Regions from separate parts of the Mus musculus genome. Here region 2 is linked to region 1. A link is a contact called in public HiChIP or PLAC-seq data. All regions are on one chromosome and are shown on one strand. Each heading gives the region's core, a stretch centred on a gene start, on an enhancer-like site or on the middle of the called end of the contact. The rest is flanking DNA. Distances are from core to core; before and after follow the strand shown. Region 1 has its middle 2.8 kb from the start of Gm35572. Region 2 holds the start of Olfr374 (olfactory receptor 374).

What was found. HiChIP or PLAC-seq counts read pairs in DNA pulled down with a chosen protein or histone mark.
Region 2: a RAD21 HiChIP or PLAC-seq map of pro-B cells shows a contact between it and region 1, with 14 times the contacts expected there. The contact joins the promoter of Olfr374 here to the enhancer-like site in region 1. A contact is called at or near these places in 15 of 39 promoter capture datasets (the 3T3-L1 cell line, the C10 cell line, the HPC-7 cell line and 7 more), 1 of 15 datasets of contacts at CTCF or cohesin (pro-B cells), 1 of 115 datasets of contacts at active chromatin or transcription factors (embryonic stem cells) and 2 of 9 other capture datasets (embryonic stem cells and liver).

What each region holds. Positions count from the first base shown.
Region 1 is chr8:71,757,689-71,760,388 of GRCm38.p6, reverse strand. No RefSeq gene overlaps it. Among named protein-coding and RNA genes, the nearest start is that of Gm35572, 2.8 kb to the right of the region's middle. Within about 2 kb of position 1,383, at least 11 of the 459 cell types and tissues checked have an H3K27ac peak or open chromatin away from gene starts, as enhancers often do. A contact at or near this core is called in pro-B cells, where this site is marked.
Region 2 is chr8:72,105,621-72,108,320 of GRCm38.p6, reverse strand. Olfr374 (olfactory receptor 374) reads right to left here and starts at 1,281. Exons shown (of 2, transcript NM_146338.2): 1 at 1,151-1,281.

The sequences.
Region 1 (2,700 bases), core at 134-2,633:
TGCCCCAGGCCTCAGGGCTCGGGTTTGAATAGTGCAGCACCAGCAGCACATTGCTAGGTGTGAAAGAGGCCACTGCTGAGAACAGTACCAGGGCTGTCAGTCTGAGTGCATGGCTGTAGCGCTGGCCATTGGCCACCAGTGCACAAAGGGTGGCCCCATAGCACGGGCCCATGGCCAGCAGTGACACGAAGCAGCCCAGGACAGCCAGGCAGGTGAAGGCCGGTCTCCAGTGGGAGATCTTCTCAGTCAAGGGTAGCCCATCATAGCTTAGGTATGCTAGAAGCCAGAGCAGATGCTGTGTGCCTCAGACCTGGAGTGACTAGCATTTGTGAGTAGCCCATGTGGGTGCTAGGATCTAGACTCTAGTTCAACAGCAAATGCTCCCAACTGCGGGCCATCTTTCAAGTGTCATGGTCTTCTATTTTTAAGTGGCTTTAATTTATATCTTGGGAGACACGTCACAAACTCTGGAAGTCAGAGGACAGCTCCAAGCAGCCAGTTTTCCTTCTATCATGTGGGGACTTGGAGAGCAAATGCAAGAGCATCAGGTGTGGCAGCGAGCACCTTTCTCCTGAGCTGTTCGGCTAGCTGGGATCTTGTATGATCTTTGTAATTTGTGTGAAATTGGCTGGGTCTGCAGAGCATGGCTCAGACTTGACCTCCCTGGAAGCCCATAGAGCCCCTCATTGTCTGGTACTTCTCAGCTGGTGACCAAGCTTCCTCTTTCTAGCCCCAAGGGACCAATCTGTGTCCAGACATGGGGACATTTGACTGTTCTTTCTAGGGTTTGGTACTTTTGGCACTAAAAATTTATTTTAACTACGTGCATAAGCATGTAGATATGTATGGGATTGTGAACACGAGTGCGGTGACCATGAAGACTGAAAGAGAGGGTCAGAACACTTGGCAATGGAACTACAGATAATTGTGAGCTGGCCCACGAGAACACTGGCAGGTGGGTCCTCTGCAACAATACTGAGCCACTTCTGTGCCCACACGTTTGCCAGCACGGTGCCCAAGGCCCACACATCCTGGGCAGCTGCTCTGCTACTGAGCTTCGCCCTGATTCTCACTTGCTCTTCAGTATTTACCTATATGTTTGTGCGCATGTGTCTGTTTGTGCGCATGTGTCTGAGGGTGCGTGTGTATGTGCATGTGTGTGGGCACATGCATGTGTGTCTGAGGATGCATGTGTATGTGTTTGTGTCTGTGTGTGCATGTGACAGTGCATGTGTGTGGATGCAGTTATGTGTGTGTGAGGATGCGTGTGTGTGCTGGGAACAGCATACAATGACAGGGATTGCGTGCAGTAGGCCGAAGTAGAGACATCTTAGTAACCCATGGCAACTCTTTGTTTAAAAAAAAAAAAAAACAGTTGTTCCCATTTCCCCTAAACATAGCCCTGAACAACAGCTGATTCATTTGTGCATGACTGCTTTTCAGTTGGCCCTGGTGTGCATAATTATTCTATTATAGCTGACTTTCTTATTTCTTTCTCCTTCTGCTCTAATGAATTCTGTGAAACTAGATGTTTCTTGATATAATGATTCTTAAACAATTAAAAACTGAGGCATGCTGTGTGCTCTCATCTTGGAAACAATGTAATAACTGCACAATGGTAGCTCCAGATTAATGCTTGACTTGCAGAGAAAGTTTGAAAAACTTATTAGAAAATGAATTAGAGCCAACATTAGGACCCCAAGAAAGAAAAAAACTATTGATGCTATGAAATGAGTTTTCTTTAAAAATATTTATTTTATGTACAATTATAACTGTCTTCAACACACACCAGAAGAGGGTGTCAGACCCCATTACAGATGGTTATGATCCACCATGTGGGTTCTGGGAATTGAACTCAGGACGCCTGGAAGAGCAGTCAGTGCTCTTAACTGCTGAGCCATCTTTCCAGCCCATGAAATGAGCTTTGCACAACATTTGAGAATGGTTCCTGAATAAACAAGTATAGAATATGTAAAACCTTACACTAGTAAAACTAAGTCAAAACACTGGGACTCTTTTTTTTAATTAGGTATTTTCCTCATTTACATTTCCAATGCTATCCCAAAAGTCCCCCACATGCTCCCCCACCCACTCCCCCACCCACCCACTCCCACTTCTTGGCCCTGGCGTTCCCCTGTACTGGGGCATATAAAGTTTGCACAACCAATGGGCCTCTCTTTCCACTGATGGCCGATAGACCATCTTCTGATACATATGCAGCTAGAGTCAAGAGCTCTGGGGTACTGGTTAGTTCATAATGTTGTTCCACCTATAGGGTTGCAGATCCCTTTAGCTCCTTGGGTACTTTCTCTAGCTCCTCCATTGGGGGCCCTGTGATCCATCCAATAGTTGACTGTGAGCATCCACTTCTGTGTTTGCTAGGCCCCGGCGTAGTCACAAGAGACAGCTATAGCATTGTGTGCAATGTGCAGACACAGAAAGCTAGCAGAACTGCTGAGTTAAGGGTTAACTTGATTCTTTCTGGCCACTGCCTGGCAGCTTTGCCCATGTCATTTATCATTAGAGCTTCACAGGAAAATGCAAGTAGCTGGCCTCTGAGCTACTGTGTATAATGAATCAAAGTTAAAGTTTAAACAATGATAAACTTGCAATTATTATTACTTTGGCTATAGGCCTAGGAACAGGCCTTGAAACTTTGGAGAGCAATTGTAATTCTTGGTTCTTTGTGGGTTGTGGTTA
Region 2 (2,700 bases), core at 32-2,531, 350 kb before region 1:
TTGCTCAAGGCCACTGACCCAAGGTCCTTAACTCCTCTTAGGTGTCCTGATTCTTGCTGGGCTTGTTCAGGTCCCTACAGGTGACGTCAAGCCTATCTCCATGTTTGGCCTGATTCTGGGTCCCCTGGCTCAGCCTCAGCCCACTGAAGTCACATCTCTCAAGGCAGGGCACTGGGTGGACAGTGGCAGGACCGTAGCTGTTGAAGGGTCCTGACCATCCTGTCTGCCCCTTATCTCTCTCTCTCTTCTTCTTCTCCCTTCTCATTCTTTCTTCCTCTTCCTCTTCCCCTCCTCTTCCTCCTTTTTTCACTTTTAAATTATTATTATTATTATTTGCTGAATACAGGGACTCTGCTGGCATGTGCTTGCTTTTCTACTGTGCCACACCCTTAGCCTTTGCTTTTGGGAATGGAGTCTCACTCTATAGCCATCCTGCCTCAGCATCCTATATATTGGGATGACAGGCATGGATGTCCACACCCAGGCTTCCTCCTCCCGTTGCCTCTCAGCTTGTCCCTTCATTGGTGTCCTTGGTACCAGGATTAATCTCTATAGTGTGCCTGGTCAAGGCGAGAGGGAGCTGCCTCTGTGCTGTAGAAAATCTTGCACTGGCTCCCTGTGCGCCTGGCTCCGGGTGAGCTGCTGCTAATAGCTGGTAGCTAGTGTCCATGAGAAGCTCCTTACAAAGAGTGGGTGGAGGCCCCTGCATCACACTCAGCATTCCAGGTAAGGCTTTTATCTCCATTCATACACAAGGGGACTCAGGAAATTATCAATGGCCCCATACTTCACAATCTGTCTTGTTCCAAACCTCTTAATACCATACTATACAAGCTGAGCATGGTGGGCTCATCTGCCACGCCAACACTCAGAAAGCTGAAGCAGGAGGATGACAAGCTCCAGAATAGCCAGGGCTACATACGACCTTGTTTCAGAAGCAACCCTGACACGCAGGACCCAGATACTCACTACTTGGCAGAACTGCCCATTTTCTTGCATCTTTTTTTTTTTTTTTAAATAGACACAACTTAAGTGAGACCCAGAAAGGCAAAGCCACTTGTCCCAGGTCACACAGTAGGCTTGGCTATACCCTCCAGGCTCACTGCCTGGTGTGGCCCCCTTACTCCCCCCAACCCCCGACTTTACTCACCTATGGAAGGTTTGCTTCTGGCCTTGGGATGCTTGGTGGGAGGTAAGCCAGCTCTTCTTGGGAAAAGCTCCTGGACAGAGTGTGACGCGTGAGGCAGTTTTCTGTCCCTACAAAAGTCTGTGCAAGGCCTTGGCAGAGCACAGCTTACCCTCTGTCCTCATTGCCTGGCTTGTTCCCCAGGGTCTTGTTAGGATCAACTGGTTAATTGTTCTGTGTTCTGTCCCTATCAAGCCAGCTTCTTAGGGGCCAAGGGCACTGTACTTCCTGCCCAGGTTTTCCCTCCACACCTTTGGTGCCAGTGTCTCTAGGATTCTTTGGGGATCCCTTGAAAAGCATGGTTTGGTGGAATTCTCTTGACACTATTAGACCTGCTCAAACCCTGAGATAGCGTTGAGGCTTCCTACTGCTCCCTAAGGGAAATAGACCCTTCATATAGATTATTTATTAACTTTTTTGGGGTGAAGGACACAAAGGCTGTAGCAGATATGATTTCTGTTTTGTCCATATGTGTTCAGGTATGCAGCATTTTCATATCATTCAGTGACGCAGGAATGGAGCCCCACGAGGAAAGGCTACACTAGTCCTCTTAGTCTGACCCCATTCTTTTGAAAGCTGCTTCCCTGACTCACTTCTAAAGCAGCAGCAGTTGGCTCTTTTCCTTCCTTGAGGGGTGCACCCCAACCTCATGTGGGGTCCCGTTCCCACCTGAGGACCTAGCTTTGTCTATAACCACTGTCAGCCTCCCTTTCCCTTCTAAGCCACGCTTTCTGAGGTCCCAGTTTTCTGGCTGGAGTCCCTCCATATCTCCCGCAAGCTTGCCAAGCTCTCTGTTCATCGCAAGCCCCTTCTCCAGGACCCATTTTCCTGGTTCTGGGCCCTCTGTCAACCTGACCTGTGGGCGTTTGCTGTGGCTCCTTGAGCTCACCCCTGCAGTTTCTCACGAAGTCTTGGGGCTGAGCTTTCTCTGCTGTCTTAGCACTGCTGTCAGGGACTGGGGGTCTGGAGCTGGCAGGAGAGGGGCTGTTGCTGAAGTGGACAGGCCACTGCTCTCATGTTTTCCCGGTGGAACACAGGAGCTTTCGGCTGGATGTGCTGTCACTTGAACACTGTGTGTCCTACTCAAAACCACAGTGGACCTTAACCCAATATGAACTGGTGAGGATACCCCAAGAATGCCTAGCATACAAGAGGTGCTGGGTTCCAGCTCCAGTGTCAGAGAGGGGAGGGAGAGGGGCTGGGGAAGGGAGGAGAGAGGGATAAATTGGAGAGACAGCTCAGTGGGTAAGAATTTTCTGCTCTTGCAGAGGGTCTGAATTCAGTTCCCAGCTCTGGTGGTTCACAACTGCCTATAAACCCTTGTTCTTGCTCTGCACTTGGAGAGCACTGCATACACTTGCACAAGCCCCAACCCCACAGACAAACACACAGACACAGATGTGAAAATAAAACAACTCTTTGTTTTTTTGCTTTTCGAGGCAGAGTTTTCTGTTTAGCTGTGGATCTGCCTGCCTCTGCCTCCAGAGTGCAGCACAAGTCTTTTTTAAAGACTT